4 separate regions of the Sus scrofa genome follow, and all the other regions are linked to region 3. Evidence: chromatin contacts called from public Hi-C and promoter capture Hi-C data. All regions are on one chromosome and are shown on one strand. The core of a region is the stretch at or near the end of the contact, and the rest is flanking DNA. Distances in the headings are between cores, read along the strand shown. Region 1 holds the start of ZNF389 (zinc finger protein 389). Region 2 holds the start of ZSCAN26 (zinc finger and SCAN domain-containing protein 26). Region 3 holds the start of LOC110261664 (histone H3.1). Region 4 holds the start of ZNF322 (zinc finger protein 322).

Region 1 (3,345 bases), core at 476-2,975, 370 kb before region 3:
AGCTCCGATTCAACCCCTAGCCTGGGAACCTCCATATGCCGCGGGAGCGGCCCAAGAAATGGCAAAAGACAAAATAAAAATAAAATAAAAATTTTATTTAAAAATTTGTCTATGTTTTTGAACAGGTAATATACAATTCAAAAGTCAAAATGATCTAAAAAGATACAGAGAGATCTTATTTCCACCCTGATTCCCTCTGAGTTTGCCACCCCCATAGGTAATCGATTTTATTAGTTTCTTACGTCTTTCTAGTATTTTTTCTTTTTTTTAGAGCTGCACCTGCGGCATATGAAAGTTCCCAGGCTAGGGATCAGAAAACTACAAAACGCCAAAGTTTAACACAAGCCTCCTGTAGGAAGGAGGGTCTGTATCCACCAGCCTATGCCACAGCCACAGCCACAGCCACGCTGGATCTGATCTGTGTCTGTGACCTACACACAGCTCACGGCAATGCCTGATCCTTAACAGGCCAGGGATCAAGCCCAGAACCTCATGGTTACTAGCCAGATTCGCTGCTGCTGCGCAACAATGGGAACTCCTTCCAGTACTTCTTTACCCAAACAAGTAGAGCCTCTGATTTTCTTAAATCAGTTTCAAGCCCCACAAATCAAGCACAGGTTTACTGTCATGGACACTACACCCTCCACGGCTTAGGAATTGTACCATTTCTGAGTGATGCTGTTCTATCAGGTTTGAAAAAGGTTCACTCAGGGCGCAGGTCACACGCAAATGAACCCTAGCCTAGAGTCCAGGAACATGGTTACCATGGAAGCAGCTGGTCCTACCCAAACCCCTTCTGTTCTGTAGCTTGCTCACACTTGAATTAGCCTTTCCTGCGGTTAGCTGCCTCAATGCGCCCTCTTTTCCCTAATATACTCCCCTCCCAGCCCCAAACTGCTGATACTAACTTCAGGAAACTACAAAGAAAAATAAATGATTTTTTTCCTGAGTAAAATATCTTAAGGCTACAATTATGTACCAAGTACCTTTCTGAGCTGTTATCAGATACCTTAATATTTTTAATTTCGAAGAAAAGCTATCAACGCGAAAGACATTTGCTCTCATCTTTGAAACTCAAGAAAAAGGATGGGGGGCGAAGCGGAACGGAATATAGATACCAAAAGAAGAGTTTCCATGAACAGAACATTCAGCTAAACTGACTTTCTCTTTGAGGCAAAACGAAAATATTTCAAGAACATCTAAGTAAAGTTGCCAAAGGTCCCTCAGCTACCAAGATTACAACAACACAAAGGAGAGCGAAGGGCCCAGGGACAAGAGAAAAGATCTCCCTCTCCGTCCCTCCCTTTCCCGCGCCGGGAAATCGGGACCCGGCCGGAAAAGCCAAGGGGGTCACTCGCTAGACGGTGAGTCCTCCGAGCCTCTGAGCTGCAGGTGGGGAACTCGGGGGCGCGGGGGGGGGGTGTCTCTGGGGAGGTGGCAATATTAGCACAGCAACGGCCCAGAGGAAGGGACAGAAGAGGGGGGAGGGCGGAGAAAAGGGGAAGAAAAAGGGAGCAAAAGAGAAGGGAGGAGCAGGCGAAGACGGTGGAGGACACGGGTCGGGCGCCGGATCGAGGGGCATGAGGCAAGGAGCCGCAGCGCGCAGTCACCCCCTCTGTGGCTCTTCGCCCCAGCGCTCACTCCAAACCCGAGGGAAAAGACGAGGGAGCACTTACCTGGAAAACTGTGATCTCGTGACCTCACTGTCCGTTTAACGCCTGCACTGGCCTGCAGAGGTCGACTTCCGCGGAACCCCGCCCCCCGGCACCTGGTGGTCGCTCTAGGATCCTGGAGGCTTCCCTCTCGGTGGTTCGGTGGTTCGTGAGCCGACGACCTGAAAGGAGAGAGGAAAGGGTTCTATTTACCCAGAAGGCATTTTAGGTTTTTTACCTCCCTTAATCCTGCAGAGCAGACGTTACAGTCCTCCTCTCATATATAAGAAACCCGAAGAGTTTCCTGGTGGCTCAGCAGGTTAAGGATCCCGAATTGTCGCTGTTGCTCTGGTCAGTGGTCTGGGAACATCCACAACCGTCGGGGAATGCCACCAAACAGATAACTTTTCTGAGCTGGACAACTAATAAAAGAGCAGAGGTGAAATTTGAACCTAGATCTGTAACAGTCCAGTTCCTTCCAGGGGGACCAGCAAATATAGCTCCTGAGGGCTTAAGTCTCAGAAAGTAATCCCCATATTAATTTGTTGTGCTTTGTTTGTTTTTTTTTGGCCAAGTCTGAAGCATTCGGAAGTTCCCAGGCCAGGGATCCAACCCGGGCCACAAAAGTGACAAGCCAAGTCCCTAACCACTGGGCCACCAGAGACCTCCCCTATATTAATTGTAAATTTAGCGCTATTCAAATAACAATTCAAATCTTTAATAAGTAGATTTTTGGAGTTGAAGACTGCCTGGGCAAACTGAAAAAGAAGGGAGATGAAGGGGCACTTGTCCTAAAGGATTTTAAACATATTATAAAGCCTTAATAATTAAACAGTGTAGTACTGGTAGGTGAGATAGACATACAAATGATACAGAATAGAAAGTTCAGAAATAGATGCAAATGTTGGGAGTTCCCATTGTGGCTCAGTGAGTTATGAACCCAACTAGTATCCATGAGGATGCAGGTTCAATCCCTGGCCTCACTTAGTGGGTCAATGATCTGGCATTACCATGAGCTGTGGTGTAGATTACAGATGTGGCTTGGATCCCGAGTCGTGGTGGCTGTGGCTGTGGCTCTGGCCAGCAGCTGCAGCTCCAATTCAACGCCTAGCCTGGGAACTTCCATATCCCGTGGGCAAGGCCCTTAAAAAAATAAAAAGACAAAAAAAAAAAAAAAAAAAAAAGGAAATAGAAGCAAACGTTATGAAAGGGTTGGGCTGCTCCACCACTCTAAGGCCAATAAAGAGGCAAGATCTGTGGAAAGGAAAGTTTGCTTTATTTCGGAGGCTGGTGATGGGGGAGGGAAGGCTACTCCTTTACCAAGTCTGACTCCCTCCACTGACAATCAGTAGGCAAGAGCTTTCATAGGCAGAAGCAGCATGATCACCTCTGACAGTCATCTTGAAATTGGTCATATGGTGGTCTGATCAGCATCATCTTGATTGTTTAAGAATAGTTAGTCTTCAGTTCCAGGGCTGGTTTGTCCTCGTTTCTTTGAGGCCAATTGGAATTGTGGGCGGCTTATGTCAAGGCTACAGTCTGGTCATCGTGCAGTGACCTTCTACCTGATGCGGGTTTTGGCTCACAGGATATGGCTCAGAATATTATGTATAGCCCTTGAGGAGGAACTAAGCCCTTGACTTTGTTTAATGACTAAACTATTACTATTTGGTCTCGTTTGTTTTCCTTTTGA
Region 2 (3,355 bases), core at 539-3,038, 480 kb before region 3:
GATCGGTGAAATTGTGTCTGCTGACTATTGATACACACTTCTGAACCAATATCCATGAGGCTCACTCAATTAGTGGCTCTGCCCAATTAGGCTCCAAATACAACTTGCTGTTATATATTCCTGGATGTGTATACAGTATCACCGATATTTATTTTTCTTTGTAAAAAATGGACCTAAGGAGTTCCCAATGTGGCAAAGTGGGTTAAGAATCTGATTGAAGTAGCTCAGGTCACTGCTGAGGGCCAGCAATCTCCTGGCCCAGCACAGTGGGTTAAAGTATTCGGCATTGCCAGAGCTGTGGTATAGGTCGCAGCTGTGCCCCAGATTCAATCTCTGACCCAGGAATTTCCATATGCTGCAGGTGTGGCCGTTAAAAAAAAAAAAAAAAAAAAAAAAAAAGACTTAAAATTCAAAAAGCCAACCCTGCCGCAGTTGACCTTTGAACAACACCAGTTTGAAATGTGCAGGTCCATGTGGATTTTTTTTTCCCAATAACTATGTAGTACAGTACTACACAAACTGATGATGGATGAATCTGCAAATTTGCCCCCGGAATAGAGAGAGTCCAATGTAATCTTCGAATGCCCTGGGATAGGAGTCCTAATTCCCGTGTTGTTCAAGGGTCAACTGTATTCTTAATGGAAGTGTGTAAAAAAAAAAAAAAGTCCACGAAAGTAATGGCTGTTTGCCAGAAAATTAACATTTGGTATTATGGTGGTTAATTTTATGTGAAACTTGACTGGGCCACTGGGTACCGAGATATCTGGCCAAACATTACTCTGGGTGTTTCTGGAAGGGTGTTTTTGGATAAGATTAACATTTACATTAGTTGACTGGGTAAAGCAGATCAGCCTCTCTGAAAGGAGTGGGCTTCATCCAACCAGTTGAAGGCCAGAATAGAACAAAAAGGCTAATTATTCCCTAAGTAAGAAAGAATTCTCCTTGCTTGAAAGCCTTCAAACTGGGACATGAGCTTTTTTCTGCCTGGGAATCACCTGATTCCATTCTTGTCCGCCCCCGCTACAGTTTTATAGCCTGATGAGTTCCCAGCTGCAGATGCTTTTAAACAGGTCAGATGTTCCTCCTCTGCTCAAAATCTTCCGAAAACTCTTCGCAGCAAGAAATGACCAAATTTCTTACACAACAAAATACGTACTTTTTCTACACGCCTCCTGCCACCCTACCCCCCAGTCTCTGATATCATCCTCTACACACTTCCCTCTTATTCACTGTGCTCCAACCACTCGGGTCTCCGTGCTATCCCTTGAACATGTTAAGCAAGCTCCTGCTTTAGGGCCTTTGCACTTGCTACTCCCCCTGCCTAGAAAGTTCGTGCCCCCAAAGGCTACATAGGTCTTGTAACCTCCCTCAGGTTTCTGTTCAAATGCTACCATCTAAGACTTATCTTACTACATATTTAAAACTGAGCTCAATGGATGAAAAATATTTAGCAGAAGGTTGTGCCCTGAAACTACATCCACAGCTTCACCCCTTTCCTAGGCCGCAGGATTGACACCCCCGCCCGCCTCCACACACGCCCCCAGTCCACACAACCCTTCCGCCGGGTAAGGCTTCTCTGGACCCCCAACCTCAGTCAAATCAGATGTTCCCCAGCCCACCGGCCGCCGTTCCTCCCCAACCTGGAGCACAGTCACCACTCACCTCTCCAAGGACCCGCAGGAACAGCCACACGCTCTAAAGAACCACGGTCTTATCTCTTTGCTGAGCGGCGCATCTTAGCTCCGCCCTCGCACCACGGCGCACCTGAGCGTCCGCTCTAGGAATTCCGGAGGACCGCGGCTCTGTGGTCCTCCTGCTCTCGCCTCGCTTAAGGAGGCCAGGCTCCCCGCGTTGGTTGGATGTTCTCCCAGCCTTGAGGCTGGAAGGGGAGTGCCGGCGAGAACTTAGATTTTTTTTTTTTTATTATTTTTTTAAACCGAAATTTATTTTATTCGTGTAAAAACAGGCCAGGTCACTTTAGTATTATTACAAACAGCCAGCATTCCACTTTTCCCACCCACATATTTAAAACATAGGCACATATTTTTATCATTTCTCCCCAATATAGAAAGTCATCAGATACAGTGGCAAAAATAAATATTTAAGTATTTTGAAGATTCAATTGAACAATGAACATCTATTTGGATTGAAATGTTTAAAGTAATAAAAAAATTAAGAATTGTTACCAAACGCAAGTTCGTGTGCCAGACACACAACCAAAGCATCACAGTTTGGAGCAGGAAAATGCTTATTGCAGGGAGAGGCTTGTGCTCAAAACACCCGGATCTCCCCAAAGGGTTTCAGCAAAGCATTTTTAAAAACCAGGTAAGGAAAGTGGGCTCTTTTGTACGTGATCAGCTGGAGCACAATTCTCTGACTGGTTGATGTTGAGGTAACAGGGCATCAACAGTTATTAGTCCTTAGGAACCTGTAGGTCTGGGAGCTCATGACCATCAAGTAGTTAATTTCTCCCATTTGGTGGTAATTTTAGCACCTGTAAAACAACTTAGAAAGAGTTCATCAGAGACTATTATCTAGGTACTTCAGAGAGAAGTTACAGCAGAGGACACCGGGGCAGGTGTATGTTCCAGGAAGGCCCCATAGGGTCCTCCTTTGTTACAGTCTATTACTATGGGAGAGAATAATCAGATTAGTCTCTGCTGTATAAGTGGGCTGGGGGTGGGGTGTGCTGGACATCAGATATCACTACCAAAATAAAGTCTGCAGAAAAAAACAGAAATACTCCATTTTGCCCACCTCATCACAAACTGTATTTTTATACTTTCTGAACAAAATTAACCCTTTTAAAAATCTGAAAAACTTTGGTTTAATCAGCTGATGATTTTGAAACAATACTATACTAACCATTGTTTTATGACAAGGTTTATAGTGTGTTCAAGACCGAAAAGATCATAGGAAAAAAAAAAATTCCATTATCAGAAGGGGGGTTATTCTTGAGTGTCAGAAGTTTGAAAATACCATTTAAAAGTTAAAGTAATATATATTTACTTAAAAAAATTTCCCTAGGCTAACAAATCCAGTCAATACAAATATTTTACTAATGAGAAATTAAATACTGTCCTGAAAGGGAAACACATATTTGATTTTTATATGAAAAATCTGCTTTTTCTATAAAAAGCAGCTTACACCCCAATTTATACAAGGGATAAACATAAAATTTAATTTTAAAAGGAAGTAAATATATCCTAATTCATTTACTCCCATTTACAAACTCCCTACCATGGCTGGCTTCTTAAATGTCATTCATCAAGACTGAGATTATTCGCATTGCATTGGATACCCCATGAAAATCAAAACACTTAAATGTAGTTTAATAAAGAAGAGGTTTTTTTAA
Region 3 (3,253 bases), core at 709-3,208:
CCCGTGATGCGCTCGACGATGTCGTTAACGAAAGAGTTCATGATGCCCACGGCCTGTGTCCGGGTAGACCTGCTTCAGCACCTTGTACACGTACACTGAGTAGCTCTCCTTGCGGCTGCGCCTGCGCTTCTTGCCGTCCTTCTTCTGCGCCTGGTCACCGCCTTCTTGGAGCCCTTCTTGGAGCTGGGGCAGATTTAGCTGGCTCAGGCATGGTAAAGAAAAAACCCTTGAGAAACAATAAATGAGGACAAGGACGGTCGAATCCTTTTTACCTACAAATCCGCAGGCAAACGCGATGCAGTAAAGTTCTAGGTCTGATTGGCCAAAACTAGTGATGACGTTATGTGAATATTGTCCAATAAGAACACTCATTATTAGGAAGCGCTTTTTTTTTTCTTGTTTAAAAATGGGATTGCAATCTTAGCCAATGGAAATGCGGATTTTTCGCTCCCAGTTGCAGCTATAAATTGTGAGTTTCTCTTCTTGCTCCTTAGTTACTACTGGTGTAGATTCTGGTTGCTACATCATGTCCGGACGTGGGAAACAAGGAGGTAAAGCTCGCGCCAAGGCCAAGACCCGCTCCTCGCGAGCCGGGCTCCAGTTCCCGGTGGGCCGAGTGCACCGCCTGCTCCGCAAGGGCAACTATGCCGAGCGGGTTGGAGCTGGGGCGCCGGTGTACTTGGCGGCGGTGCTGGAGTACCTGACGGCCGAGATCCTGGAGCTGGCGGGCAACGCGGCTCGCGATAACAAGAAGACGCGCATCATCCCGCGCCACTTGCAGCTGGCCATCCGCAACGACGAGGAGCTCAACAAGCTGCTGGGCAAAGTCACCATCGCTCAGGGCGGCGTCCTGCCCAACATCCAGGCGGTGCTGCTGCCCAAGAAGACCGAGAGCCACCACAAGGCCAAGGGCAAATAAGGCCTTAATTCATACTTCAACCTCAAAGAACAAAGGCTCTTTTCAGAGCCGCCCACCATTTCTGTGGAAGAACTGAGCACTTTTGTAAAACCTGCCACGAATACCTGGTTAAGTTTACAATATGTAAAAAACGTAGTTTTCCTTTGGAACTGACCAGGCACGTGTTGACTTTTAAGGTAGAGGCCTGTTTGAAGTTTACTCAATTGCAAACCCATGAACTCACCCGCCTTTATTGTCTCCCCGGGACGCATTTGGGGTGATTACTTGCTCCAGCAAATGTACTAAACCATTTTTAAAATTTGTCTCACTGGAACCCAGTGGTCCATTGGCCAACTAAAACTCCACACTCAAAAGCTCTTTTCGAAAGAGCATTTATAGGAAAACACCTAATCACTAGTCAGTGTAAACCTCTCTTCCCTCAGGCCTGCTGATAAGTACACAATTTACATGTTAAAGTCCAATCAGCCGTTTAATTGCATCACAACCCATTAATGAGTTGAGATAATCACTAGTATTTAGTCAAGCCCACATCAAGTATCCTCCCTTCCCTACACAACGCTGTAGCCCAGTTCTGTGTTCAGGTGCGAGAGTGTATATTGACTTTACTTTGAATTATTTGGTACATTCATTAAAAACAGATTTTGATGTAGTGAAATGGAACTACTTTTTAGAGAAAATGATGAATACATTATTCTGCTCTAATTTTCTCCCATATCAATCTGTAAGGGGGGGGTCTCCACTGAAAATGCATTTCTTTTATAAAAATTTAGGCGCTGACCGCCACAAATTGTGGATCAAATTCCCTTTCTCCTCTGGTGAAATCTTAACGTTTGGGTCGAAAACCGTAAACTCAGACAGGAGAGTACAGCTATAATTCCTTACTGTAAAAATAGAAAGTTAAAAACATTACGGAAAGTAAAACCTTTTTAGAGGCAGTAAGAACCAAACGAAGATTGGACCAAAAACCAATCAGGTTACTCCTGCAACAGTTCTGACCAATCAGGATTGGATCATGACTATAAAGTCTGGTCCTGGCATCAGTTCTCCATTGCTTCTTTCGCGGCGTCAGATCTCTCTCTATGGCTCGTACCAAGCAGACCGCTCGCAAGTCCACCGGCGGCAAGGCGCCGCGCAAGCAGCTGGCCACCAAGGCGGCCCGCAAGAGCGCGCCCGCCACCGGCGGCGTGAAGAAGCCGCACCGCTACCGGCCCGGCACGGTGGCCCTGCGCGAGATCCGGCGCTACCAGAAGTCCACGGAGCTGCTGATCCGCAAGCTGCCGTTCCAGCGGCTGGTGCGCGAGATCGCGCAGGACTTCAAGACGGACCTGCGCTTCCAGAGCTCGGCCGTGATGGCGCTGCAGGAGGCGTGCGAGGCCTACCTGGTGGGGCTCTTCGAGGACACCAACCTGTGCGCCATCCACGCCAAGCGCGTCACCATCATGCCCAAGGACATCCAGCTGGCTCGCCGCATCCGCGGGGAGAGGGCGTAAAGTTGTCCTTCCTAATTTGCCTTGGACGTATTCGCTTTCTCCCTCCCAAAAGGCTCTTTTAAGAGCCACTTTCTGTTCTCACTGAGAGTGGCTGTTACGCTTGCTTCGGTCTTTAGTAAATGGGGGATGGGGTGAGGAAAGGTTTCTAACGCGAGATTCGCCGTTTTTTGTCACTCAAACTAGGCTAAGTATTTGCCAAGGCAATATAATACCATGATTCCTTTACTATTCAAAGATAAAATTTAAAAGTCTTGAAAATTTAAAGGCAACAGTGTTTGCTTGTACCCTGAAAAATCGAGCTAAGGATTTCACAAAGTGTTGCTAAGTTTGGCCTCTCTTCACCGGTGCCAAGTAGAAAGGCGGAGAAAGTTTTGGGTGAAGAAGAAATAGCTTTTAAGATTTTACCAGGCAAAGAAGGCCACAGCAAGCTATTGCCCTAAAGACTGCCCTCCCTTGGGGAAGAATTGCTGAGGGTTTTATAGACTCTAAGGAGAAAAACAGGGTTTCAGAAAGGAATCAGGATTGGGGCAAACAGGTGTACTTTCTTTGGGGGAATCTTTGTGACCATAACAGAACCTGGCATCAGGAGATCTTGACAAGATCCTGGTGCAATACTTGCAAAAAGGGCATATATTAATCAGGGATTAAAGCAAATTAGGAAAGTTCCTGAAATACATCACGTGCTAATAATCTTCAGCCACAGGCAATTGTGCTCAGGGTACCTAATCTTTGCTTACAGGTGATTGTATTTAGGGTGCAATACAATGAGGGAGAAGCACAAGGAAGGGCTCCAAGCTGTTCAGTTTTAAAGTCTTCATTTCTAAAAGAAGTATAAGGAATATAA
Region 4 (3,378 bases), core at 595-3,094, 490 kb after region 3:
TATTATAAGTCTCCAGGCTTCCTGTTTTGCTTCTCTCTATACCTACAACTAAAAATCGTACTTCTGAAGATTTTAAGTTTGGGGGTAATTGAGCTATTCCATGAATGAATTCTCAGTTCCTACAATATAAAGTCCATTAGTTGAAATCACATTAAAATATCTGACTTAGTTCCAATCTTCTATTCCAGTCCCATCTTCAACTACTTACTTCTATTCCTTCAAGCTTCACCTCATGCCCCATGTTCTACAGAGTCATGTCTGACCCACTCTCAAACAAATGCTCCTTTTCTCTGCTTCCACACTACCTAATGCAACTTTCACCTCTACCACACCATTTATGATACCTGCTGTCTCCACAGCAGGTTGTGAACCAATAGAGGAATAGGATTGCGTCTTTCCTGCCTTAAATTCCTAATACTCAGCATGATGTCAGGTGAATTGGAAGCACTCAATAAACATTTGTTGAGTGAATACCACAATGAATCTAATGAACACTTTGCTCAGGTCAGTGTATCTTTAAGGAAAAAGCTGAACAGTTCAACACTTACTGATACTTTCTTATATGCAGTGCAGGGATCAGAACTCAGTTCACTTAATTCTTGTTTCAGTACATTTCTACAATACAGTCACCACTCTTGATGTAGCCATATTTGTACAATGATAGCAAGCATGAGCTCTGGTGGGACTGTTCAAAATTTCAGATTCACTAGTTAATAAATGTGTGATTTTGAGTAAGTTAATCTCTTCCTGCACCAGTTTTCTCCTAAGATAAAAATAATAAACATCTCATAGAATTTGTTATAAGTTAGATAATATATGGAAAATGCAGAGAACAATGTCTGGAACATATACTCTAAAGTATTAAAATTATTCCAAGTATTAAAATGGCTCTGGATAGAATATTTTGGGCCTACTTGGAAATTTTCATTAAAAACAAACATAAAACTAAGGTGCAGATCCTCTGGGAAAGAATTCCAGAATTAGGAACATGATTAGTTAATCGTGATTTAACTCATTAACCCATATGAATTAACTATATAACTGTTAAGACCCTCACCATTCCCTAACCTCAAGTTTTTTCTTCCCAATCCAAGACCTTGGTCACATTATCCAGGCTTCAGCCCTCTACATTTCTCATACTCATCCTTTCCTTTTGATGTCTGAGGGCTTTTAGGAAACTTCTTTTTTCATTGAAAGATTGAACAGTAGGAGGTATTTTTATATATACATACATATGTTTATATATTTACTTCATTCTGAAGGAAACCTCATTTCTGCTACAACCCAAACTCAGGATATTACTTAAGATGATTCTAGCCCAGAAACACAATCAGAAATGGCTGAGAAACCTCTTACTATCAGAGCAGTCCTATCCTCCTCCGCAGTTTTCTCCACCCACACAAAGACAACACCACCCCCCTTTTAAAGCATTTCATCCATCTCTCTGGCCACATCTTCGGTGACAGTGCGCTTCCACTGTGCTTTGGGATCCTCTATTTCTTCCAGATCCTTCGGGGTGTTTTCCTCAGGGTCGGCGACATCCATCTCTTTTGACGCTACTCCTGCTTCGAAACCTCATTCAGCAGCCTTGAGGAAACAGAAGTCGGCAACTAATATTAAACAGCTTTGCTTCTCCTTAGACAAGTTGGCAGCGAGGACCTCTCGTCAATCGCGGACATTCGCCGCGTCAGAAAGAACCCCTAAGTAAAGTCCTGGCCCGCTCCGCCCGGAAACAGTAAGGGCCCGGGAGCGCAGGCGCCCCGGGGCCCCGCCCCTGTTCCAGAGGCTCGGCCCCTATTGGCCCAGAGGCCGGGGGTGGAGAGCCCTAGTTGCTGAACCAGGGATGATCATGTGATTCGCGGGGGCGGGGCTGCGCCTGCAGCTTCCCGGCCAGGCTGAAAGGACAAGGGTAGCTCGCCTTGTCGGCCCTGAAAGCGCCCACTGGATGGCCTGGCCCCAACTGCTCTCGCCGAGCCGCGCAAAGGGAGCTGCTTCTGGCTCTCGTTGGCCTCACAGGTTTGCTTTCCTTCTTTTCCCGAAGGTGGGCCCTTAGATTCACTGCCCGCAGTTTGCGGCCGCCGGGAAGCCCAAATCCGAGTGTCCGGAGAGTAACCGGAAGTGCCGTTCCAGGCGGAGGGGCGGTGCCGCTGCTGCTGGGGTAAGCGCGGCCCGCGGGGCCTGGGAGGGGCATGGCCTGCGGAGCCAGGGATGGGGCAGGAGTCCAGCGGGACCGGAGACACCCCCCCCCCCCAGGCCTCTGCCTCGTAGGAGCAGCCCCCGTTGCTCGCGACCCTGTGGGGTCTGGGAACCCCCTGACGGCGGACTGAAAGGTGGTCAATGAAAAGTTGAAAGAAGAGAAGCTTAGTACTATCGTTCCTGAAGATAATAATAGTAAACACTGCCAGACAGTTTTCTAAGCGATCTGTGTCTTTTATTTTGGGGGAAAAAGCCCCTATGGACGTTGAATGGAGTTCCCCACCCACCGCCCACCCGCATCTTTAATGCAAATTGGTCATGTTGCAGTCGAATCTGTATGCAGGGAATCTGGTTTGATTACTCGAATGACCATTTTTGGAAACGGCGTTATATATAATTTTGTATCTTATGCACTTATCAACTGCATGTTGAGGTTTATAGTGGTAGAACAAGGGTCATTGACCTCAGAAGTTGCGGTAATACACTTTACGGAGAAGAAAAATTAGAACAAGTAGAACAGGACTCAGGGCTTTACTATGAAATTAAAGTTAGTCCTTACTCAGAAGGGTTCTGGATGTTGGGAGCTGTTTGCGAAGGGATCGATGGCTGCTAGTGTCAGGTACTTCTTGCAAGAAAAACAATGTAAGCAAAGGTAGAAAAAAGTAAGTTATGGTCGAAGGATATTGATTAGAGCGGGGAGTATAAATGGGACCAATTTTTTGATGTCTAGCTCCAGAAAAATGATAAATTTCGTTTTTAGAAAATAACAAAAATTATTTTCTACGTTATTGATTTTTTTTTCTCTAGGAGAGGGAAGACTTGAGTGTTGGGCTTAGTTATGGTCTAGAGACCTTTTGGAGCCAAAAGGAAACAGTCTTAAGTCTCTGTTGTTACGGTAAGTAGTATATCAAGCTGTATGTTTCTATATAAATGGTGGATTTTTAATGAGGGAGAGGAGGCTGGGAGAGGACAAGAAGGAATGGGAAAAGATACACTGAAAAAGGGAATGACCCTTTCTTAGTTCTTGAGATAACAGAGTGATAAAACTGAGTTCTCTCCTGCCAATTTAAGTGTGTTTTCTACTGCTTTCCAGCATGCTCATTCACAGTAGGCTTTTAGTAATTAATTTGTGATTGATTTTCAGCCCCCAAAAGGCAGTATGCTCAATTAACTTAGGCAGGC

The links. Promoter capture Hi-C pulls out the DNA fragments that hold promoters and counts their contacts. A called contact is a pair of places that touch in the nucleus more often than the background predicts.
Region 1: a Hi-C map of heart right ventricle shows a contact between it and region 3, with 2.6 times the contacts expected there. The contact joins the promoter of ZNF389 here to the promoter of LOC110261664 in region 3. A contact is called at or near these places in 1 of 5 promoter capture datasets (fetal liver) and 2 of 47 Hi-C or Micro-C datasets (embryonic fibroblasts and heart right ventricle).
Region 2: a promoter capture Hi-C map of fetal liver shows a contact between it and region 3, with 2.3 times the contacts expected there. The contact joins the promoter of ZSCAN26 here to the promoter of LOC110261664 in region 3. A contact is called at or near these places in 2 of 5 promoter capture datasets (fetal liver and liver) and 1 of 47 Hi-C or Micro-C datasets (heart right ventricle).
Region 4: a contact with region 3 is called in a Hi-C map of skeletal muscle, with 10 times the contacts expected there. The contact joins the promoter of ZNF322 here to the promoter of LOC110261664 in region 3. A contact is called at or near these places in 3 of 5 promoter capture datasets (fetal liver, fetal skeletal muscle and liver), 1 of 47 Hi-C or Micro-C datasets (skeletal muscle) and 1 of 2 datasets of contacts at active chromatin or transcription factors (alveolar macrophages).

The regions. Positions count from the first base shown.
Region 1 is chr7:22,005,764-22,009,108 of Sscrofa11.1, reverse strand. It overlaps ZNF389 (zinc finger protein 389), which reads right to left and starts at 1,725. Exons shown (of 2, transcript NM_001145130.1): 1 at 1,677-1,725.
Region 2 is chr7:22,113,201-22,116,555 of Sscrofa11.1, reverse strand. It overlaps ZSCAN26 (zinc finger and SCAN domain-containing protein 26), which reads right to left and starts at 1,788. Exons shown (of 4, transcript XM_021099811.1): 1 at 1,663-1,788.
Region 3 is chr7:21,631,172-21,634,424 of Sscrofa11.1, reverse strand. LOC110261664 (histone H3.1) reads left to right here and starts at 1,958. Exons shown (of 1, transcript XM_021099837.1): 1 at 1,958-2,464. The coding sequence starts at 1,999. The coding sequence ends at 2,409. It overlaps LOC100622387 (histone H2A type 1), which reads left to right and starts at 486. Exons shown (of 1, transcript XM_003356570.4): 1 at 486-1,558. The coding sequence starts at 527. The coding sequence ends at 919. It also overlaps the pseudogene LOC100513549.
Region 4 is chr7:21,141,870-21,145,247 of Sscrofa11.1, reverse strand. ZNF322 (zinc finger protein 322) reads left to right here and starts at 1,844. Exons shown (of 2, transcript XM_021099814.1): 1 at 1,844-2,016.